Linked DNA regions of Mus musculus: region 2 is linked to region 1. The links are chromatin contacts, called in public HiCAR-type maps. All regions are on one chromosome and are shown on one strand. The core of a region is the stretch at or near the end of the contact, and the rest is flanking DNA. Distances in the headings are between cores, read along the strand shown.

Region 1 (5,883 bases), core at 2,445-4,944:
AGAGACCTGCCTGCCTCTGCCTCTAAAGTGCCACTACATATGGCCAGTATATTGTTGGTAAGAATGGATTGTTAACTTAGCTGCATCTTCGAGTGATGTTTGAGTTGTCCATTTTAAGTAAATTGCTGGACTATTCAAGCATCACTTGGCTAGCTAGGCCTTTCTTCCTTTCTTTTGTTTTGCGTGTCTCTTTTGATGGTGTTATTTTGTAGTATATATTAGGATTCATACAAGCAAACAAACAAAAATCAAACACAACCAAAACAAACACAACCAACCAACAAACCAAACTCACTTCTCTGGTACTTCTGGCTCCGGCACAACTTTCCGATGGCCATCCTCAGGAGTGCCTTTCAAGTCCTTCCCTCCCCTGTTCACCAGAGGCCGCTACTGAGCAAAGGCTTAAACTCCCAGTGTGGGACGACCAGTGTGGGATGACCAGTGTGGGACGACAGCACTGTTCAGGACAGATGTTCTCTGCATGGTGAACATAAGCTCTACCACCAAGCTGTAGCCCAGCCCTGAAGAAGATGGAGCCCCGTTTTCGTTCCGGCACGAGTCTGGTTTTGCCCTATAAATCCCGGGGTAGAAAACTCCTCCTCTAGGAATGGAGCCAAATTTTACTTCTAAAGCTAAGTACAGATGGTATGAAACATTTTCTTAAAAATATTTTTTGTTGTTGTTTTTGTTTGAATTACTTTACTCACAGAAAGATTGCGGCAGTAATACAGTGTTCTCATACTGCCCCACGGAGAGGTCCCACACTGCCCAGAGGATTTCACGCACTGCTACACGAGGTTCCCACATTGCCCCCACACTGCTTCTCTAAGGGCAACATCTTCAAAGACCAGCATGTTCCCATGCAGACCAAGGAGCTTTCAAGACGCAGTTTAGAGTAGAGCACATTCCTTGCAACACAGAACTCTGAGTTCATGCTTTTTTTTTTTTTTTTTTTTTTTTTTTTTTAATTGTTTTGTTTTGTATTTTGAGACAAGGTTTCTCTGTGTACCCCAGGCTGCCCTGGAACTCACTCAGTAGACCAGGCTGTCCTGGAACTCAGAAATCTGCCTGCCAAGTGCTGGGATTAAAAGTCCTTTAAGTGTGCAAGCCATAGCTGGGCAGTGGTGGCGCATGCCTTTAATCCCAGCAGTTGGGAGGCAGAGGCAGGCAGATTTCTGAGTTTGAGGCCAACCTGCTCTACAGAGTGAGTTCCAGGACAGCCAGGGCTCTACAGAGAAACCCTGTCACAATTAACTAAATTTCAGATCTAGATTTCACTAGGTTTGTTGTTGTTTTTGTCTTTGTTTTTCGCCACTCCCCCCACCCCCCAGCAATACCTTTTTTTTTTTTTTTTTTTCTATCCTAAGACCCAAGCTGGAACATGGCATTATGGTAAGTTGTCCTGTCCATTGGTCTGTCCTGGTTCCTAGCTTGTCTGTGAGGCACTGAGCTGGATAGGTCTTTTGTAGAAAAGTCCTCTGAACTGGGGATACCTGATCTTTTTGTGATTAGAACGTTCTAGAAAGAAGCACCTTCCCTCACAGCCTCTCAGGTATACGGGCATCCAACAAGCTCGTGTTGATGATGTGAGTCTCCCCTGTTGCTTGCCAGATTTCTTCTTAGTGAAGTCTCAATGCTTCTGGTTACATTCTCTGGAAACAGGCCACTGAAGCAGGAGGGGGCCTGCGGGGGGAATTAACCTCCACCTTCCTGGAAGACCAAGAATTTACCAAGTGGAATTCACTCTGCCTTTCCCTACCTATTCACTTATAACACTATGAGCTCACAGGTAATTATTTAAATACCGGCTGATAACCTACTGAATTGCTGTCTCTGTTACCACCCTAATTAGCCCAGCCTTAGCCACTGCAAGCCCTCTCAGGTGGACTTCTGTGCTCCTCTGTTGTGCTCCTGTCCCTTTGACTAAGCTTTTTGATACTACAGGAAGCACTGGGTTCATATTACATCCATCCTGCTCCAATTCTGAGAAGTTTCTTTGAGGAAACCGCATTTCCTTTAATTGGGCGGTGGCATTCCAATGTGTTATCATAATGGATTCCAGTCCCGGAAGATTTGGGCCGGAGGAGTTCACTTCGTTTCCAAAACGGTGATCAATGGTATGACCCGGTCTAGGGAGCCCACGGTGCACTTCCTTGCTGGGGATATTTACGAAGCTGCCTCAGGGGCAGGTATGTGAATCATGGGGTTAAAGAATGGTACTCAGATGATGTCATTGTGGACACTTTCAGTACAGTGAGCGGGCATGCTCAAATTTGCATTAGATGACGTTTCTGGGTCTTACACATCTTGACGTTTCTGCCCTGGGACTCATGGATTCCCAGAACAGTGCACATACAGTTTGTTAGAACTCAGGTAAACAAAAGAAAAAGTGATACATTTGCATTTGAAGAGGTTTTGTGGTTAACTTAAAAACTACCACCTGTAGACATTTCCTCTAGGCTCTGCCCCATAGTTACCTGGTAACAGCCAGGTATGCCTGACTCACCATAAAAGGGGCTGCTTGCCCACCCCCTCTCTTGCTCTTCTCCTCTTGCTTTTGATCCCGTACCCTCTTCCTCCTCTTTCCCCTTTCCTCTCCCCACTTTCTCTCCATGTGCTCATGGCCGGTTTCTACTCCCCTCCCCTCCCAACTTCCCTCCTCTTCCTCTTCCTCCTCCCCCCCTCCTCCTCCCTTCCTCCCTCTCTCTATTTCTCTCTCTCTCTGCCTTTTTCTGTCTCTACTCTCTCAATTCCCCCCCCCCCCTGCCCTAAATAAACTATTCTATTCTATACCATGGCCTGTCCCTCAGCAGAAAGGGATGCTTCTACATGGCCTGAAGAGACACACCCCTCCCCCCACACCATACCTCGCCTCCACCAAACACATCCCTGGCTTCCTTTCTTTTTCTAAAACACACCACCACCCCCTTGATTGGTAATGATAGTGTGATCCCTAAAATACCCCAGTAACTCCTGACTGTATCTGAAACAAGCATGGCGTACACAGTCGAAGTCACTGGGAAGAGCAGAAAGATATCTCACTGTTTGTGCGTTCTGGCGAGGTAGGTAACGAAGGCAATATTATTCAGCGGGAAAGTGGAGTAATAATGAATGCAGAGCCTTGGGAGCTGTATGGTATCAGACTCCTGCTTCCAGGCTGCGGGATCGAATCGGGCCTCCCTGGAACAGGGAGAGAGCAGGGAGGTTAGTTTCCACGATCTCTAGTTAGAGAGAACGTGAGGCTGAGTCTGTGGGTGTGGAGTCCACAGAGGTGGGAAAACCAAACAGCAGGACCATGAGAAGGGAGCAATACTTTGGTAAAATATATTTATTTAGCAACTCTTGGCTCCCACTGCTCAAACACTCGATTTTAAAGAAACATCCACAGCCAGGCCACAAAGTAGCCAAGAACAAGGAAGAGTGAAGGTATGCTCAGAGTAATTGGGGAAGCTCGGGGTGGGAGAGATTGAGCCCGAGAGTGAGTTATCCCAGAACAGATGGAGGCGGCCACGTTAGCTTTGCACTAAACTGTACTGTAGCTTTGAATCTATTTTCGTGATAAACTACTCATAACAAAGCTTACCACGTTAACCATGTTTATGTATGCAGTTCGGCGGCATTCCACCCTATACTGTTGTGTGACCCTTGTTGCTTGCTGTTTCCAGAACAGTCTTCTTCCTGTGGTGAAACTAAACCCTCCCCTCTCACCTCCCCACCAGCCTCAGGTAACCACTGCTGCGCTTTCTCTAAGTGTAGACGGAGTCACAGCAAATATTTTTCTTCCCCCCCCCCCCCCCCCGTAGAGATTATTTCGCTTAGCAAGACTTCTTCCAAGGGTCACCAGTGTCGTGGTATTTTGCTTAACTTTCTAAAGTGGTCATAGCCACATCCTGCTGACTCTGGTCCTGGAGCTGTACAAGGTAATTCCACAGGCTGGGTGAGGGAGTCCCGGGGTGGGGTGGGGAGGTGACTGGGAATGGGGGAGGGACACAGAGCCCTTCCAGCTGCTCAGGAAAGGTTGAGGTGGAGAGGAAGAAGGAGGCGGAGCGCTGTGGATGCGGGCAGCTCAGTGGGCAGCGAGGACCACGCCAGCGCCAGCGCAGGAGGCGGGGCTGCCGGGCTGTACTGGAGGTCTCAATAACTGGGGTTATGGTAGACTGAGAATGGAAAGTGAGTGGAGAGTGACTCAGCTGGGGTGGGGGTGCCCAACACATTGTTTCATGCAGAGTTTCTAAAGGAACGGCAATAGGTAACCTAACAGGCATTTGGGCAGGAGCGGGGTAATGATTTACTCAAAATAGTTGGCATCAGGAAAGATAAGGGGGTGGAAACCGCCAAGCGCTTTCAGGGCTAATCAGCTTAATTTGGCAGGGACTGAGGGTTTGTATGGAATGCAGAGAGAGAGATAGGAGGTTGTCGAAGCCCGTTTCTAAAGTACCACGACTGACAAGCAGTTGGTTCTGATCATTTACTAAGCAATGGGCACCAATAGAAAACAAATGGCTCTGTCCTTTGTCTCAAATCCCTAAACTGTAGATCTTGACCTTAATTAGACCAATTAGCACACAGCCTTATAGTAGCTTGCGAGACAGATGCATCTCCTAGGAGACTGTAACTGCCTGAGAGCAAAACTGCTTCGCTACATAGTGGCCCTTCTAGCCTTAAACTCACACCTCTGAACTGCCTGCTGCCTTCTATAGCATCCCGAGACTTGAAGGGGTCGGGGTTAAGAGGTTTTGATGGGAGGCACAGAATAAACTAGAAAGGCTACAATTTAGAAAGGTTAATTACAATTAACCTGATGAGCCTGTGCTGTGAGGAGGGTGCGGGGGTGGGGGATGAGTCAGGCTGCGCAAGGGAAGGTATTTTAGTAATTCGATGGTGGGGTTAAGACAGACCCTCTCTTCTGGGCTTAAACAGGAAGGGCAGGCTCTGGAAAGGAATCTGGTGTGATTATCTGGTCTTCTGTGGCAGCCAAAGCGGAGGGTAGGATGAAGTGCAGGATGAAGCACCGCTACCCCTGCATATTTTCGGCTGTGGAATCCTGACCATGTCGCTGCACACAGAGCCCAGTCTAAAGCCTCCCTGCCTGAAATCACGTTGGTGGTCTTGGTCTCTATCAATATGTTTAATACTGCCTTTGAGCATGAGAAAGGTTGCACTTGATTTTGGTTGACATTGGGGAGCACAGCGACTTGTTTCCAAGCTATACCTATAGAAATAAGGTTACTTGCAGAGTAGAGCCTATACATTCACCCTGCTACAAGTACAGATTATCAATTTATACCTATAAACCACAAGAGATTGCTTTAGGTCTGGAACTAAAGAATATGGATGAAATCCAGGAGATATGAAATTCTCAGCAATGTTTTGGCATGAAAAAAAAATCACTGCTTCGTGTTTTAAAAATCTTTGGTTTGAAGCCTTTTTTTTGCTGCTGTTAAAATATAAAATGTCAATTTTTGTTTGTTTTTTTGTTTTCTGAGACAGGGTTTTTCTGTGTAGCCCTGGCTGTCCTGGAACTCACTCAGGCTGGCCTCGAACTCAGAAATCTACCTGCCTCTACCTCCCTAGTGCTGGGATTAAAGGCATGTGCCACCACTGCCCGGCTATAATGTCAATTATTTATTTAGGGCTTTTTTTCTTTCTCTCTTCCTTTCCTTTTTCCTTTCCTTTCCTTTCCTTTCCTTTCCTTTCCTTTCCTTTCCTTTCCTTTCCTTTCCTTTCCTTTCCTCTCCCTCTTCTCCTCTCCCTCCTCTCCCTCCTCTCCCTCCTCCCCCTCCCCCTCTCCTCTCTCTGCTCTCCCCTCTCCCCCTCCCTCTACCTCTCCCCTCCCCTCCTTTCCCTTTTGCCTTTTCCCTCTTCCCTTTTTTCCCTTCTCCC
Region 2 (5,980 bases), core at 408-2,907, 470 kb before region 1:
AGAAACCTAGAAGGCGTTAGTTAACTGGATGGGTCAAAGGCAGAACTAACCATGACAAGCATAAGAAACACACCTTTGTGGGGAGCGAGGAGAGATATGAAGAACTCAGGGAAGGGGGGCAACTTTTGGAATGTAAATAAGTAAAATAATCTAATAATAATAATAATAAAAAAACACGCCTCTTCCTGTCATACAATGACTTCCCTTCCTCTGTCTACATAAATGAAGGAGTATATAAATACACTGATTCCCCCACCAAACATGACGGTTTCTTGATTAATAAACCAATTCTGTTAGAGAGGAAGACTTCAGTGAACTCTTCATCCCGTTATTTATTGAAATAAGGAAGACTGTCTACTTATCTGTGCACATGACTATAATCCCAGCACTTGGGAAGCTGAGACAGAAGGATCTTGGCTCTCAGGCTAGCCTGGGCTACACTGGTGACACCAACACAATAATATCAAAAGATAGCCACTTATTTGAAGGGGGCAATCTTCAGTCAAATGGCTGGAATGGATCATTTACAAAAGCGCGCACACACAGAGCTGAAGTCTCCGACTGTGTCCCTAAAGAGTCATAATCTTAAGAAAAGGGAGTGGATGCTGGCACTTGTACACAGCAGTTTAAAGAAGCACTGCTCGGCTTGTGTATTTACCTCAGTTTCTCCACTGTGCCTCATCAACTGTTCCTAACCCAGTCCCCTCTTCATCACAGCTGTCTGCACCATCGGCTCTCTCTTGCTGGCTGGCTTTTGGTTTTGCATGGCTGAGGATTGCATCCAGAGCCTTAATAATGCTAGAGAGGTGCTCAGACACTGAACTCCATCCCCACCCTACTGTGTAATCTCTGATATTCTCTTGAGTATTTAAGGCTAAAATGCCTTCAAAGACTTGAATCCTTTGAGAACTTTTGTTAAACTTCATAGTAGGACAGTGAGAAGCTGGGGGTGGGGGTGGGGGGCTTTGAATAAACTGCACTCACGTGAACGTTTTGGAAAACTCTTAAATGTCTCTAAATACATCTTGAAAAGGCGTTTTCTAGCTTTCACGCTGAAGATGAAGGCATTGGGGAGAAATATTCCCATGTTAAAAAACAAGTCAGGGGCTAGAGAGATGGTTAAGAGCACTGGCTACTCTTCCAAAGGTCCTGAGTTCAATTCCCATTAACCACGTAGTGACTCATAACCACCTGTAAAGGGATCTGATACAGTCTTCTGGTGTGTCTGGAAACAGCTACAGTATACTCATATAAATAAATCTTAAAAACAAAGCAAACAAACAAACAAACAAAAAAAAGTTGGTAAACCTCTGGCCTAGAGCCAGGTTCCCAGGTTTGCAAACCAGGTGACCCCACCGGAGGAGCCAGGGAGGCCTGAATGGCCGTCATGGCATTGACGCACAAAACGGGTAACATACGCAAGGCCTACCGCATCAGAGAACACATGACTCTGCTGAGGGGTAAATATACAACAACTAGCTTTGGATCCATAGCTCTCTGGAAGCGTCTCAGTCAAGCAGCTAACTAATGCCACACCTGAAGCAATGAATGCCTAACCGATGCTAACCACACTCACAGCACACCTCCACAGCTCCTCTACCCAAGCACCAGCTCGGCCTGAGCAGGGACCTGGGAAGGCTGCGCTTCACTGCTTCCAGCCCCACGGAATTAGGACTGCCTAGGAATTTAAAAAATGCCAGAGTCCTCCTCCCGCTGTCCCTAGGTGACTGTAAAGTGATCAGGCTTGCCAGGACTTTAATACAGCCAGGATTTAAACCAATGGGTCCCATCTTCACCACGGAAAGGCTGACTACCAAGCTGGATCTCTTGGCTGTTTGCTAGAGCTTTGTGTCTAGAATGAGGACATGGCCACTCCAAGGTGTGGTTGAAGGGAAGCTTCCTGTTGTAGACATATGAGGGAGAGTACAGCCAGAGGCATCAGGAAGGGTCCAGAGTAGGGAGAGGAAGTAGCGAACTTAACATGGTCAGCAGACTGAATCAGCCATGGAGGGGACGGGGACGGGGGCGGGGGGGGGGGGGGGGGAGAAAAAAGGAGAGGGGACCAAGATCTATTGGAGCACATGGCCCAAATGGCAGGTTCTATCGGAATCAGAAGCTGGGGTAGGGAAGCCCACAAACTGGAGAAGATTGGGATGGGGTGGGGCGAGGAGAGCTGAGAGGAGCCGGGTAGACCCTGACAGGTACCTGCTGCAGTGCACAGAGCACATGAGGCCAGGGCACAGTCTGCTTGGCTAACAGGCACCACAGTTGGCACTTATCCTCAGTTTCTCTTGGACCAGACACTTTGCAGAACTCACGTGCACGGTGGAGATGAGGAAACTTCCCCAAGCTCTGAACAGAATGCTTCCCTTGAGCCATGCCTTAGAGGCTCAGCTTCCAGAGGACAGGCTCTGATCTCAGAATGCGGAGGAGCTAGCCTAGACGCCCCCCACGTCCCCCTTCCCGTGAAGGCTGACGACTCTCTAACCAACAAGGAAGCACACTGCACACTGTATTTCCTTCCACTCCAGTGGGAGGCAGAAAAGCAGAGGATTAGTGCCAGAGACAACATAAAATAAGCCAAGGCAGCTCAGATGGGGGTGACAGGAGACTGGCTGCTGGCCAGCACGAGTAGGGGTCCCGCTCAGGCAGTAGCTGCAGGGACACTTTTCCCTAAGCATGTCCACCACAAGTTCCGATAAAGTTTTGTCTCAGACAGAAAGGCAGGCGGATGGACGGACAGACACACACACTATTCCATCTCATTCTAAAAGCTTTAAAAAAAAATCTTTCTAGCATGGTGGTGCAGGCCTTTAACTAGGAGGCAGAGGCAGATGATCTCTGTGAGTTTGGGGTCAGCCTGGTCTACGTGGCACGATCCAGAACAGAGCTCCATAGACATATACTGTCTCACCCCTAGTCCCCCAGCTAGAGTCCTGACACGGAAACCTGTCCTCTCTCAGCTCAGACAGCCCCTTCTTCAGTAAGCACCTGGGCACAGTAGATAGGGTCACAGATATTCAAGTCTCCAGCAACCAGGTTCTGGGGGAAATCTCCCTTTTCGGTTTGCTAGAGCCACTATATCTTTAACCAGGTGGATAAACTATCTGGGCTTCAACATGATCTTCCTCGTAAGATATCTTTCTTATACTCAAGAGTGCTAAATCCTCTCCTGGTCAGCAAAGCAGAGATGGCCCTTGTGCTCTGTGAAAAGATCTGGGCAGGTAGTAGTAGTACCCTCGGGAGTCTTTCCTCATCACAAAGGAGAAAAAGAAAAAAAAAATCCAGGAATCCAGAGCTCAACCCCTTTGAATAAAGGAAGACGACACTGTCCAAACTGGCATCATGCCTAATAGAAAGCCGCATCATGAAGGTTTGCCTTGAAAACACATCGTGACGGCCACTCAGCATGCCGAGCTTGCCCCACCAGCTCACTTCGCTACCTCTCCCCAGAGGCCTTAGCTAGTTCTAGGGACAAAGCACGTGGTCATGAGTGCACAGTTCTTCAGACGACTCAGAACACTATCGCGCCGCTTTGTGGAACCTCCAGGATAAAATACAGCACCCAGGGAGTAAACCATATCTGCATAAAACATAAAAATGCTGCGCCTCGCTGTGGGGTGTGCAGAAAGAGGATGCCTTCAGTGACTCAAGATACCCTGACCGAGTGACAGCCCGCAGGACGGGAAGCGGATGCAGGCCAAGAGGAGCCCTGGAGAGGCAGCTCAGCCGAGCAAGCTTCCACAACTCAAAGACCATGCCACCACCTGTCTCTGCACCCACCTTTCTCTTCTTGGTCACTCTGCTGGAGCTGTCACAGCTCTTGGTCTCCGAGTCCTGCTTCTTCCCTGCTGACAGCTGCTTGTCTTCTGCTTTCCTGGGGCGGCTCCCCTTCCCCAGAGGCTGGGGAATCCTCGTGAGGAGGTCTAGGGTTATCTTCACCACCAAGCTTGTCGGTGGTGGGGAGTCCCTGAGCGGCGAGAGCAATTTGGTGTCTCTCAAAGGCAACAGGAGCTTGTCTTTACAGCCGTCCCCTTGGGCAATCACAGCCTGTCGGCAGCCACTAGTCCTGACGCTGCCACTGCTGCCCCTGCTGCTGTGGGATGGACCCTGGCTCTGAGTCAAGGAGACAAGAGCAGAGTGTTCTGGGTTCCTGTCCCCAGCACTGTCCTTCGGAGGCTGGGGGGCTGAGGGCGCCTTGGAGGGGGCCGTGGAGCTCTTGTGCTTCCTCTTCTCACTGGGGGTGGGCACAGGCGGCTTCGGTCTGGGCACGGCTGCCTGAGGCGTGGGCGCAGGGACCTCTGGCTTAGGCTCCCGACTGCCCACGGCACGCGGCCTGCCTTTCGTCTTCACCTTGGGTCTGTCTTTGGAAGTCTGCTCCTTTGAGCCGTAGGGAAGGGGTCCTACTTCACTCTCTGCCTGCGAGCTGGCCTGGGGCTCTGCCTGGCCGGAGCCCTTGGCGGGTTTCCTGGGTTGTTTGCTGCCCACGGTTTGCCGAGGTGGGGGTTCCTGTTGAGCGGGGGATTTCGGACAGCCCCTCTTCCCAGGCTGGGGCCCCTCAGAGGGACCCCGGAGAGTCTTGCTGGAGCTCTTTGGGAGAGGGTCTTTGGAATCAGGATGCTGCTGGTCACTGCTGCCCTCAGCGACACCCTTACTTTCCTGGCGCCATTGTGGAGACTCTGTGCTCCCCCGGCCATCCAGGGGCACTGAGGGTTGGTTGACTTTGGTCAACCAGTTGTCCAGCTGCCATTTGTTTGTCGTCGGAGGCTCGGGCTAGAAGCAGAAACAGAAAAGTATTAACCAACCGGGGTTGATGAACTGGGTTAGCAGCCTAACTAGACAGGACCATTCCCAGGACAAGTGGCCATGTTAGCAGTCTATACAGGACTGTCCCCAAGACAAGTGGTCATTTTGAGCCTAAGAATTTACCCTCCAGTCATCTCCTTCAGATTACAAATCAGATTCTGCAGCACTTCATCAAATGAGCTTGAACAGCTTTGCAATGAGAACTCTGCCTGATAGATAGTCACTAATAAGTAATTGGCAACTGCTGAGAGGCCTTTGTGGCTTGTCTTTTTGCCCTGATGGTTAATTATGGTACAGTTATAATAAGGAAACGAGGAAGAAAAACAGTACTTTTCTTCAACTGATAAGGCCCCACTTCTAACATTTGATTTCTCTTTATTTACTTAAAAACAGTAATTTATATGTGACAGGATTATCAATATAACACAGACAGATCTGACTTCCAAAACCTACACAGTAAGACAGAGTGAAATCACATTAGCAGGGACTAGTCCCTCTATTCTTTCAGACAGACACAGCATCTTTTACCAAAGGCAATCAGGTCTGAGGTCGCACATGTCCCTAAGCACAAAGAGAAGACCCACAGCAGACAGTCAGTTACCCAGATAACTGATAGGGAAGATCAACTGGTGTTCCTCAAACATCCTGTGACTCCAACAGTTGGTGCATGCTGTGGCATAAGATACTTGGACATTCTTTGCTTTTTTAAAGTTTTTAGTATTTTATTTTGTAACTTGTATTATTCATTTTAGTTTTCTATATTCCGGGTTTTATACACTTATATAATGTATAGCAATTATATTGGGGGTGGATATGAGCACAGATACCTAGTGAGAGGCTAGAGCAGGCGTTACATGTACTTGTGAGCAGCCTGGTATGGGTGCTGAGAACCCAAGTCAGGTTTTCTGCAGAATATGCTCCTAAGTGCTGAAATATTCTTATGAGATATATATCATATGGAAAGAGACCAATGTTGACTGGGTGAGTGATGGTTCTACTTCTTAGAAGATCCCATACTGAGATAGGCTGAGATAGGTCAATACCTGTGGTCACAGCTATAGCCTATCACTGGCAAGAATAGTTAAATCATATACACAGAGCACCAGAGAGCTAACCAGAGAGCTAATAGTGGACATGAGATTTAAATCGATTAGATAGATCACGGGTAAGACTG

Evidence for each region. HiCAR-type assays count read pairs that join an accessible place to other places.
Region 2: a contact with region 1 is called in a HiCAR-type map of kidney, with 2.4 times the contacts expected there. The contact joins two enhancer-like sites. A contact is called at or near these places in 33 of 484 Hi-C or Micro-C datasets (the AtT-20 cell line, the BV-2 cell line, the C2C12 cell line and 25 more), 8 of 115 datasets of contacts at active chromatin or transcription factors (SST interneurons, T-cell acute lymphoblastic leukemia, embryonic basal ganglia and 5 more) and 1 of 9 other capture datasets (embryonic stem cells).

What each region holds. Positions count from the first base shown.
Region 1 is chr5:103,363,697-103,369,579 of GRCm38.p6, reverse strand. No RefSeq gene overlaps it. Among named protein-coding and RNA genes, the nearest start is that of Gm30443, 6.7 kb to the right of the region's middle. Within about 2 kb of position 3,694, at least 43 of the 459 cell types and tissues checked have an H3K27ac peak or open chromatin away from gene starts, as enhancers often do. A contact at or near this core is called in kidney, where this site is marked.
Region 2 is chr5:103,832,263-103,838,242 of GRCm38.p6, reverse strand. It overlaps Aff1 (AF4/FMR2 family, member 1), which reads right to left. Exons shown (of 20, transcript NM_133919.4): 11 at 3,784-4,773. Among named protein-coding and RNA genes, the nearest start is that of Gm42139, 50 kb to the left of the region's middle. Within about 2 kb of position 1,657, at least 14 of the 459 cell types and tissues checked have an H3K27ac peak or open chromatin away from gene starts, as enhancers often do. A contact at or near this core is called in kidney, where this site is marked.